2 separate regions of the Zea mays genome follow, and region 1 is linked to region 2. A link is a contact called in public Hi-C data. All regions are on one chromosome and are shown on one strand. The core of a region is the stretch at or near the end of the contact, and the rest is flanking DNA. Distances in the headings are between cores, read along the strand shown.

What was found. A called contact is a pair of places that touch in the nucleus more often than the background predicts.
Region 1: a contact with region 2 is called in a Hi-C map of ear, with 2.9 times the contacts expected there. The contact joins the promoter of LOC100279065 here to the promoter of LOC103634152 in region 2. A contact is called at or near these places in 2 of 25 Hi-C or Micro-C datasets (ear and tassel).

Annotation. Positions count from the first base shown.
Region 1 is chr7:127,633,499-127,638,635 of Zm-B73-REFERENCE-NAM-5.0, reverse strand. It overlaps LOC100279065, which reads right to left and starts at 3,220. Exons shown (of 9, transcript NM_001354577.1): 1 at 2,608-3,220; 2 at 227-364; 3 at 69-138. The coding sequence starts at 3,114.
Region 2 is chr7:127,106,684-127,111,524 of Zm-B73-REFERENCE-NAM-5.0, reverse strand. LOC103634152 (serine/threonine-protein kinase) reads left to right here and starts at 3,427. Exons shown (of 4, transcript XM_020541272.3): 1 at 3,427-4,103; 2 at 4,202-4,337; 3 at 4,611-4,747. The coding sequence starts at 3,678.

The sequences.
Region 1 (5,137 bases), core at 1,971-4,470, 530 kb before region 2:
AGACTAAATTATGTCAAGAAAGGCCAGAAGAAAGGCTAGATATATTACTGACATACAAACTAACTTACTTTTATGAGAGTTTGAAACAATGCATTGTCTGAAATTTGTACTGCTTGGCTGAGACCAGATATCAGAGGCCTACATGAAGCACCAACAAAAAAGAAAGTAAAGTTTCATAAATCATTGCTGACAAAAGGATGGGTCTAGGCAGAGATATACTACTAGCCTCAGCCACACCGTCTTCTCTTCCACCGATGCTAGATTCCACTGTCATCAAAGTCCTGTCACTCTCTTTTCCTCCCATGTATACGAAGTGATGATCAGCTTGATGCACTTTCTCACCAGAGAAGGAGATAGAGAGATCCTACAAACATGTAAAAATGCATCCAATTTGCATTATAATATAATAGTACCAAACCTTCTGATACTTAAATCCATTATATGGATCAACAATAAATTTGGATTAACTATAAAAAATCCAGGTTATATAAACTTCATGAAATGCTGAAACAATGTAATAAGCTCAGGGCATACACAAAAATACAACACGATTGGAAATAAACTATTGCTAATAAAAGCTCAACCAAGGGGCAAAGACACCCTGAGGGCCTGTTTGGTAACAATGTTTTTTAAAACCATAGTTCTACAATACTATACATTGCAATTGTCATGACAATACCATAGTTTTGGTCACTTCCAAGAATACCGTAGTTTTGCAATATTGTATGGATACAATAATGTAAACCATAGTATTTAGACAAAAGCTAGCCATGCCATGAAAACTTTGGGTTGGAGCGGAGTTTTAAATACTCCAAAAATATCATGGTATCTAAAATACCATGGCTTTGAAACATAATTTTTAGGATTGCAACCAAACACCTCATGGCATAAAATACTTAAATATTCCTATAAACCATGGTATTGCTTAGAAACTATAAAAATACCTTGCTTCCAAACAGGCCCTAAAGGCATTGCTTCAAAGGTCAAGACTCAAGAAAAGGCACCTGACAGCTTGTTCTTACCGGTAAGAGGGCATGGTTGCCACAAGCACTCATGCTTTTGGGGAACACAGCAAGGGGCCTTTTTGTGCGAACCAGGGTTTGAGCCCTGGTTGGTAGCCTCACAACTGGAGGACTTGTCCTTATGCTACAAGAATGTTCACTGCCCAGACCAAACAGTCTTTATGTATAAATTTAGGCATAACAGAGGCGACTCTAGAAAGATTCGGAAGAGAAATTTCCGAAATTGGTCGTTGATCAAATCCAGCGTATGGAAGTCTAGCATTGGCTAATTGCTAGACTAAATAGAGAGATAAGGGCACTACTCTAGTCAATGGTGAGAGGCAATAAGAAGGTTGCAGTTTTGATCTGGCAGTACTCAGTAAGGAATTCTTATGTATAAGCCCAAGCAATGAACACAGAGATTAATCGTATTAACTAGGGGTGCAAATGATACAGATATTTTCTGACCGTATCCAAGTTTGAATCCGTATAGAAGAGTACAGATCCATCCATACCCATGTTCTGATGTTCACACACACGCACCCACATGCCCCCCCCCCCCCCCCCCCCCACACACACATGACACAAGAACTATCCGACACAGTTGACACCATCGGTATTTGAATCCGAAACCAAGACTGTAGCTATCTGACTGTTTGCACCCCTAGTATTAACTACCATATGCACACCTATGGCTAGTAAAGACCATGACCATTGATGACAAAGACAAAAGGTGTCTATATGAGACCATAGACATATACGGGAGAAGAAAACGAAGGTGCACAAACAGCCTACAGAAACCAACTGCCAATAGAGTAATAGACAGTAACATTAGAGCTAGTGTCTCTTTGTAAGCCAACTGCCAATACCTGTCCGTCTGTACCGAAAGCTTCTCATTGGTACCTATCTAATGAAGTTCCATAGAACAGTATAAATGTAACATATCAGGTGCAAGTCAACCTATTGGTGCAAACCAACAAAAGAATGGAGGTGGGAGAACCTTTTAAAAAAAATCATATAAAAAAGGTCTTGCCACCTCCATTCTTGTCTCCATTCTTGTGTTGGTTTGCAAGTTTTGCACCAATAGATTGGTTTGCACTTGATATGCTCCCTAACTCAAATGGTCCAACCTAACAGATCCAAAACCAGATTATTTTTGCTAGGCCGGTCTCTTATATCTCCCAGCTATTTCATTAAAATGATTTTTTATACAATCCAAACTAAAAGGATCACAACAGAATGCAGGTCCCATCAGATATCTGTTAAACCATTGCGGTCCTAATCCCACTGAGTGAAATTACAGCTGGAAATTACTAGGCTCGCAAAATGCATTGCTACAATTGGGAATGCTAAGGGTAATAAATTCTATGAAAAGGGGCATCTGATAAACAAATTCAGAAAATCGTGATGCTTTCTGCAACGAGACCACCGAGCTTGCAAGTAACTGAACAAGTAGGCTGAGAGCATGTTTATTCATCATGACAAGTTGGGATAAGACATTTAGGTGACTCTCCAGGAGCTGTTGATCATGACTCAGGAGGGTGAACAACATAGGCGTATCAAATAATAACAGCTACCATTGCACATAAAAATCCTAATTATTTACCTTCAAATCGGCGTCTTTGTCATTGCCAGGGAGGGCGAACCAGCCGCCCGCCAAGATCTTGACGACGCCGAGGAGCAAGCACACGCCGCAGAAGGCGAGGAACAGCATGTTCCCGAGCTTCCTCCTCTCGCGGATCCCCAGACCAAGTCCGACCGCGCTGCCGCCGGAGACCGGCGGCTTGAAGAGCCGGAACCGGAGGTGCTGGTTCTGCTGGCTCTGGTGGAGGAGGAGGCCGCTACCGGACGACTCCACGGAGTCCGAGGGAGGGCTCCCCAACCCGTCGCACCTCGGCGAGCGCGGAGAGCCGATCTGGAGCTCGATCTCGCCGCCCCCGCCGCGCTTGAACGAGCTGGCCCGGCGCGTCATGGAGCCTCCGCCGGCCATGCGGGGGCTGTGCAGGCGCTGCTGCTGGTGGTGGCGCAAGTGGTCTCCGCCGCCGCCGCCGCCGGAGCCTGATGTCCCGGCACCGGCTGTCCCGCCGTTGCCGTGCATGGGCTGGTACCCCATGTGGATGCGATGCAGCCTCCCAGGCCGACCTCTGAAGTGGCAGTAGCCTTTCCTTCCCAGACCCCACGTGGTCTCGGCACTTATGGCAAAATTAGGGGAGGCGCCATTAATGGAGCTCGGTGGGGAGGTGAGGACTGAACTCGAGGAGCGAGCGAAGACCGCGTAGTGGGAAAAAAGGAGACGGGACACGGGAGTGAGGAGACAGACACACAGGGAAACGGTCAGACGTGGCACTGCAATTACGGCCTTGCCATTTGGACGCGTCGGCGCTCGTTCTCGTTCGCATGCAGAAATTTGAGAAACTTCCATTTCGTCCGAGATCTCGTCTTGATCTCTCAGCTGCGGTAGTAACTGCGGACTCTGACAAAGGGAGGAAAAGATCAGCTCAGGTGGGCCGCGTGGTTCGAAAAACAGCTTCCGCTAGATTCTCGGATAAAGCTGCTTTCTAGAATAGATCTCTGTATCGATTGGTTGGAAGGAGCGAACACGGAAGATGAAGGGTATTTAGAGGGTGTTTGAATGCACTAGAGATACTTCCTCCAGTGCAGTAAAGGTAGTCGTTTAGGACATAATTGTGCATACCAAGGAGTGATTAATTATCATAGAGTTTTCCCTGTTTGCCCCTATTAAATAGGGATATGAGTGCATTAATGTCACTAAAACAATCAGGCTTGATTGGTTGCTGCAGCAGCTCCAAGGCATTCTAGACTGGAGGTCTCAAGTTCGATTCCTCTTAAATGCATCTTTTTTTGTGCAATTACTAGGGGCAATAACGTCCAAATCCCAGACCCACGCGCGCTATGACTTCTTTTTGTGCACGCTCGGTCACGCGCAGGATGACTTCTTTTACTGCACCGGAGGGAGTAATAGTTAGTGGTTAAAATTAGCTAGAGATATTCAAACACCTTAGCTTATAGTTTAGCTATTAGCTATTTTTAGTAAATTAACTACTAGTTAGCTAACTATCTGTTAGCTAGCTAATTCTACTAGTATATTTTTAGCTAATTAACTATTAGCTCTAGTGCATTCAAACACTCCCTTAGATGCACTATAGATAATAGTTAGTTGACTAAAAAATTCTAGTATAATTAGCTAATTAACAAATAGTTAGTTAAGAGCATCTTCAAAAGATTAGTCAATTAACTCGTCAAGCCAAATTTTGGCTACTTAGTAGCAAAATAAATCTCCAACCGACTAACAATGTGACTCGTCAAGCTATTTGACTCTTTAAATTGGTTCCGTCACTGGCCAAACTTGGCTAGCCACTCTGACTAGTCAAACTAGATCCTGTTGGACTGATGAGATGCTACATATAAAGTGTAATCTTTATGAAAAGATAAATATAGAGTCAAATAGAGAGCCAAAAATTAAGAGTCGCTTGGAGATGCTCTAACTAGTAGCTAATTTACTAAAATAACTAATAGCTAAACTATTAGCTAGTGTTTGGATGACTTTAGCTAATTTTAGCCACTAACTATTATCTCTAGTGCATTCAAACACCACCTAAGACTAAAAAAGTGAGTTGGCAGTGAGTAGGGCCAACTTTTTTACAATCTAGCCCTTTTGGGTTTTTTTTTGCACAATTATGCCCTTTGCAGTTTCATTTTAAAAAATGGACCCCCCGGCTCGGCGCCATTATATCGCCGAGCTAACGTGTGACGGCGCCAACATTGATGGTGCCTGACTGGGTGACGTGGATGGTGAGGTGGTGGGGGTCGGCGCCATGGATCTTGGCGTCGACCCCTGGTACCGGCAGAATCGTGTCAGGGGGTCGGCGCCATAGATCTTGGCGCCGACCCCCTTTATACCGCGCGGGGTCACCTTCTTCCCCGTTTTTCTCACTCTTGAAACCACGTCGCTGCCTCGCCGCCCACAGGCCCACGCCGGCCGGCCCGCCACCCACGCGCCCCGTGGCCCCGCCACCCCGCCGTCATCCGACCTCGCCCCGCCGTCACCACGCCACCGTTGCCCCGGGCCGCTGTCGTCCGACCTCGCCCCCGGCCATCTAGGTAATTTTTTGAGT
Region 2 (4,841 bases), core at 2,178-4,677:
GGTCACAAAGACCGGGTCTCTTTCAACCCTTTCCCTCTCTCAAACGGCCCCTCGGACCGAGTGAGCTTTTCTTCTCAATCACTTGGAACACAAAGTTCCCACAAGGACCACCACAAGATTGGTGTCTCTTGCCTCAATTACAAGTGAGTTTGATCGCAATGAAGAATCAAAGAAAGAAGAAAGCAATCCAAACGCAAGAGCTCGAAAGAACACAAGCAAATCTCTCTCTCTAATCACTAGGGCGTTGTGTGGAGTTTGGAGAGGATTTGATCACTTGGGTGTGTCTAGAATTGAATGCTAGAGCTCTTGTAAGTAGTTGAAGTGGGAAAACTTGGATGTCTTGAATGTGGGGTGGTTGGGGGTATTTATAGCCCCAACTACCAAACTAGCCGTTTGGTGGTGGCTGACTGTCGTATGGTGCACCGGACAGTCCGGTGCACACCAGACATGTCCGGTGCGCCAGCCACGTCACCAAGGCCGTTGGGTTCCGACCGTTGGAGCTCTGTCTTCTGGCCCCGCCTGGATGTCTGGTGGCACACCGGACATGTACTGTAGAGTATCCGGTGTACCAGCGCGCGCGTGCCTGACTTCTGCGCGCTCTGGCGCGCATTAAATGCGCCTGCAGGTGATCGTTGGCGCGAAGTAGCCGTTGCTCCGCTGGCTCACCGGACAGTCCGGTGTACACCGGACATATCCGGTGAATTATAGCGGAGCGAATTCCCGAAGCTGGCGAGTTCCAGAGTCGCTCTTCCCTGGGGCACCGGACACTGTCCGGTGTACACCGGACAGTCTGGTGAATTATAGCGGAGCGCCTCTGGATTTTCCCGAAGGTGATGAGTTTGACTTGGAGTCCTCTGGTGCACCGGACACTGTCCAGTGGTGCACCGGACACAGTCCGGTGGCACACCGGACAGTCCGCTGCGCCAGACCAGGGCACACTTCGGTTATCCCTTGCTCTCTTTGTTGAACCCAATTCTTGGTCTTTTTATTGGCTAAGTGTGAACCTTTGGCACCTGTATAACTTGTACACTAGAGCAAACTAGTTAGCCCAATTTATTTGTGTTGGGCAATTCAACCACCAAAATTATTTAGGAACTAGGTGTAAGCCTAATTCCCTTTCAATATCTACTTACACTTAGTAACTGTTAATAAAATTTTGAGCAACTTTAAAAACAATGCTCAGCTTTAACTATTTCCTTTGGTAAGCCTTACACTTCGCATGAGCTACCATCTTTGGCGAGTTCATGCACATTATTCCTCACAATTTGTTGAGCGATGAACGTATATGAACTCACCCTTGCTGTACTCACATTCCCCTAGGTCAAGAACAGGTACCGCATGATGAGGCGCAAGAGAGATGTTGTGATGAGTTCGTGAGAGGTCTAGGCCGTTATCTTCGAGTCAACTATGGTTGTTGGATCGTTGTCTTCGTATGATGTAATTATTTAACTATTTTGTATAGAACTCTGTTATATATTAATGATGTGACATTCGTTTTTTTATTATGAGTCATCATATGTGTGAGACTCGATTCTACATAAGTTCGCAATCAGATTTTGGACTCTCTGAAATTCAGGTGTGACACGCATAACAAAGGTAGAGCAGATACGCCGTCCAGCCACCTGGCGCCTCCGAGTACCAAACCACCTCGAAAAAAAACTCAATAGACTGAGTTGTGCGGCGAAGAGTCAGGCCGGGACGTTGCTTTCCTCACCCGAGCACGAAAAAACATTCGTGGCCCCTGTTCCTTTTCCTGCCATTTTCGCCGAGGAAGCTTCGCGACAGAAACCATCATTAGCTCCTCTGCAGTCTGCACCCGAAGGCGCTAGCGCGGTGCTAGAATATGCAGCCGCGAACGTGTCAGGCTGGCTCCGGCCCGTTCCCAATCCCGCGAGCATGTGTGGTCGCGTTCGACTTCTTAAGTTCTCTCAGACAGCCAGGCTCGCCCAACTGCCAAGTGCTGGCCCGTCTGTTGGCCTCATCATCATCGTCATCATTCTGCTGTCGCTGCAGCAGTGGACAGGAGATTACCCTCCCCAATTCTATAAACTGGAGGACCGATCTCGTGTTTAGGACTGTAGGGTGGTTCAGATACGGGGCATGTTGCGATGTCGTCTCTACCTGTAGCCTGCGTCTCATCAAAACAAAAAAAATGCATCTAGCGTGTGCCAAGGAATAGGATGGGATAGTTTTTGCCCTGTCTTTTGCTCAGACAGGGACAGAGAGCAGAAAAAGGACACCGTTTCGTTTCGCAAACCCACCCACACCCATCCACACACCCACACAGCCCACAGGGGAAGACGATACAACGCGTGGCTACGTCAGAGCTGTGCCATGCATGGGCAGACTTTCCGGCAGCAGTTGGTAGGTACTAGGTACTAGGATAGATTAGGCGGAGATCGATATGCACGAATCTCATTCCAATTCCAACGCCAGGCAAAAAGTTGTTGCTGCTATAGGATTAGGCGGCACACGAACTAGTAGAGTTTAGACTCTAATCTACCTCGTGTTCTCTAGCGTTTTGGACCAGCACTCCATCATCGTCCTCGTCGTAGCTTGCAAAGCCGTCGTGACGTTGACACTTGGCCATGCATGGCATATGGCACGGTCCGGCTAAAACAGCGGCGACGCCCAGTTCCGTTACGCGCCCCGGCTGGGTTTAGCTAGGCCATACCATATCGATCCCTTGCTTGCTTTTTTTTACTTGCCCTTTCCACACAAGTTGCAAATTAAGCGTCACCTGCGGACCTCCGTTTTTTTTTACTTGCCCCAGACGAGCACTGAGCAGACAAATCCACGGCTCTTCTCTGCCATCGAACGAAAGTTACGAAACCGCTCTGTAACTAACTAACTACTACGAAAACTAGCGCAAGCCGCCAGCAGCAGTAACCGGATCGGATGAAACACCTTTGGACTAACTACTATGGACTCGCTAAACTATTCGTAGGTGTGACGCTGCACAGTTATAGGGTGTTTAGTTTGATGAATCATTTCATCTAATTAAATTGATGTGGTGTATTATAGGTTTATTCTTCAAATTTGGTGGGGTGACTACATTACTCATATTAGTACTAAGAACTAACTATTAGAAATAAGGTGATGATAAATCAACTTATTATATTTTTTATAGACCAAACAAAAAATAGTGAGAAACAAGAAGATGATAGACTAGCTCATTACTCAAATCAAACACATCATTACTCACCGAGTCACCCGGTTGCTGTTTTCCCTTTCAGCCTTGGGGGAGCTGTTGGGGACTTTACGAGCGGTGACGCCGTGCGCCCCAGCTACCAGTCACCATGCAGCGTTGTCCAGTCCAGTGGTGAGGTGTGGTGTTCTCTCCCGGTGTTTGTCCCCTGTTTGCGGCGGGGTCACATCACCCGCGGTTTTGGTTTTGCCGCGCGCTCAAAGTCGTTGCCAGAACCACAAGCCGCGCTCCTCCAAGTCAGGGCCGGCCATCCGTGCGGGCGCTCACCGGTTGGGTGCGCTGCGCCCGCGATGCCATCGCCGTCTCCCCAGCCGCGAGCGCGCGCGCGCTTATAAAACGCTTGCCTGCCCACCTGCGCTTCTCCCCAACTAAGCCTATCTCTCTCTCTCTTCTCTCCCAGACCTTCCCTCCGGCCAGCCTCAATCTCCCGCGTGAGCTCCTCGAACGCACCTCTCTCGATCCGACTGACATGGCCGGCGCCCAGTCCTGGAGGACCTACCTGTGCTGCGTGGGCGGCAGCGCGGCGGTCGAGGACGACGGCTCGACGCTGCGGCGGCGGCGGAGGCGCGGCTGCGGCGGCGGCAGCAGCAAGGACAGCCCGAGGTCGTCGTCGTCGCGGATGTCGCTCACGAGCCTCGGCTCGTCGTCGGAGACGCTCTCCCCCGAGGACCTGTCGCTGACGCTGTCCGGGTCCAACCTGCACGCCTTCACGTACGCCGAGCTGCGCTCCGCCACGGCCAGCTTCTCCCGCGCCAACTTCCTCGGCTGCGGCGGGTTCGGCCCCGTGTACAGGGGCGCCGTCGGCGAGGCCCTCCGCCCGGGCCTGCGCGCGCAGGACGTCGCCGTCAAGTACCTCGACCTGGAGGGCGGCGCGCAGGGGCACAAGGAGTGGCTGGTGAGTGGATAATGCATACGCCGGTCACCGGCTCGATCGACCGGATCAGACGCTGACCGAACCTGCGGGGGGTTTTGTCGTTTTGTTTGCTCTCGCAGGCTGAGGTGTTCTTCCTCGGGCAACTGAGGCACAAGAACCTGGTGAAGCTCATCGGCTACTGCTACGAGGCCGAGCACCGGATGCTGGTGTACGAGTTCATGAGCTTCGGGAGCCTGGAGAACCACCTGTTCAAAAGTGAGCTCTTTTTTTCCTGCTTCTGGTCGCCTCGCGTGCTAGCTTGGTCGATTTTTTTTTTGAGCCCAACAAGCAAAGCCTCCGGTTTCCGTTGCTTCTGTTTAAAGTCGTAGGACTAGGTGAGCTCTGTAATGTGCCTTCTGGAGGAGCAAAATATTTTTTTGCCTAGTAGATGCTGTATACGCTGCCAGGTCGCATGCCTACACATGCACAAGCCTTGGTCAATGCCGGGGAGGAAGTAAATACTCACATGAAACGTCCTTGTCGCTGCAGGTACCAACGGCGCCCTCCCATGGATGACGAGGATGAAGATCGCCGTCGGCGCGGCCAAGGGCCTCGCCTTCCTCCACGACGCTGACCCGCAGGTGATCTACCGCGACTTCAAGGCCTCCAACATCCTGCTCGACTCGGTAAGCGAGCTCATAGCTATATATATATAGTTTCCCTTTCTACTTGCGTCAGGCAAGCACTTCCCGTCACAGCACACTGCTAGGCACTCGCCCA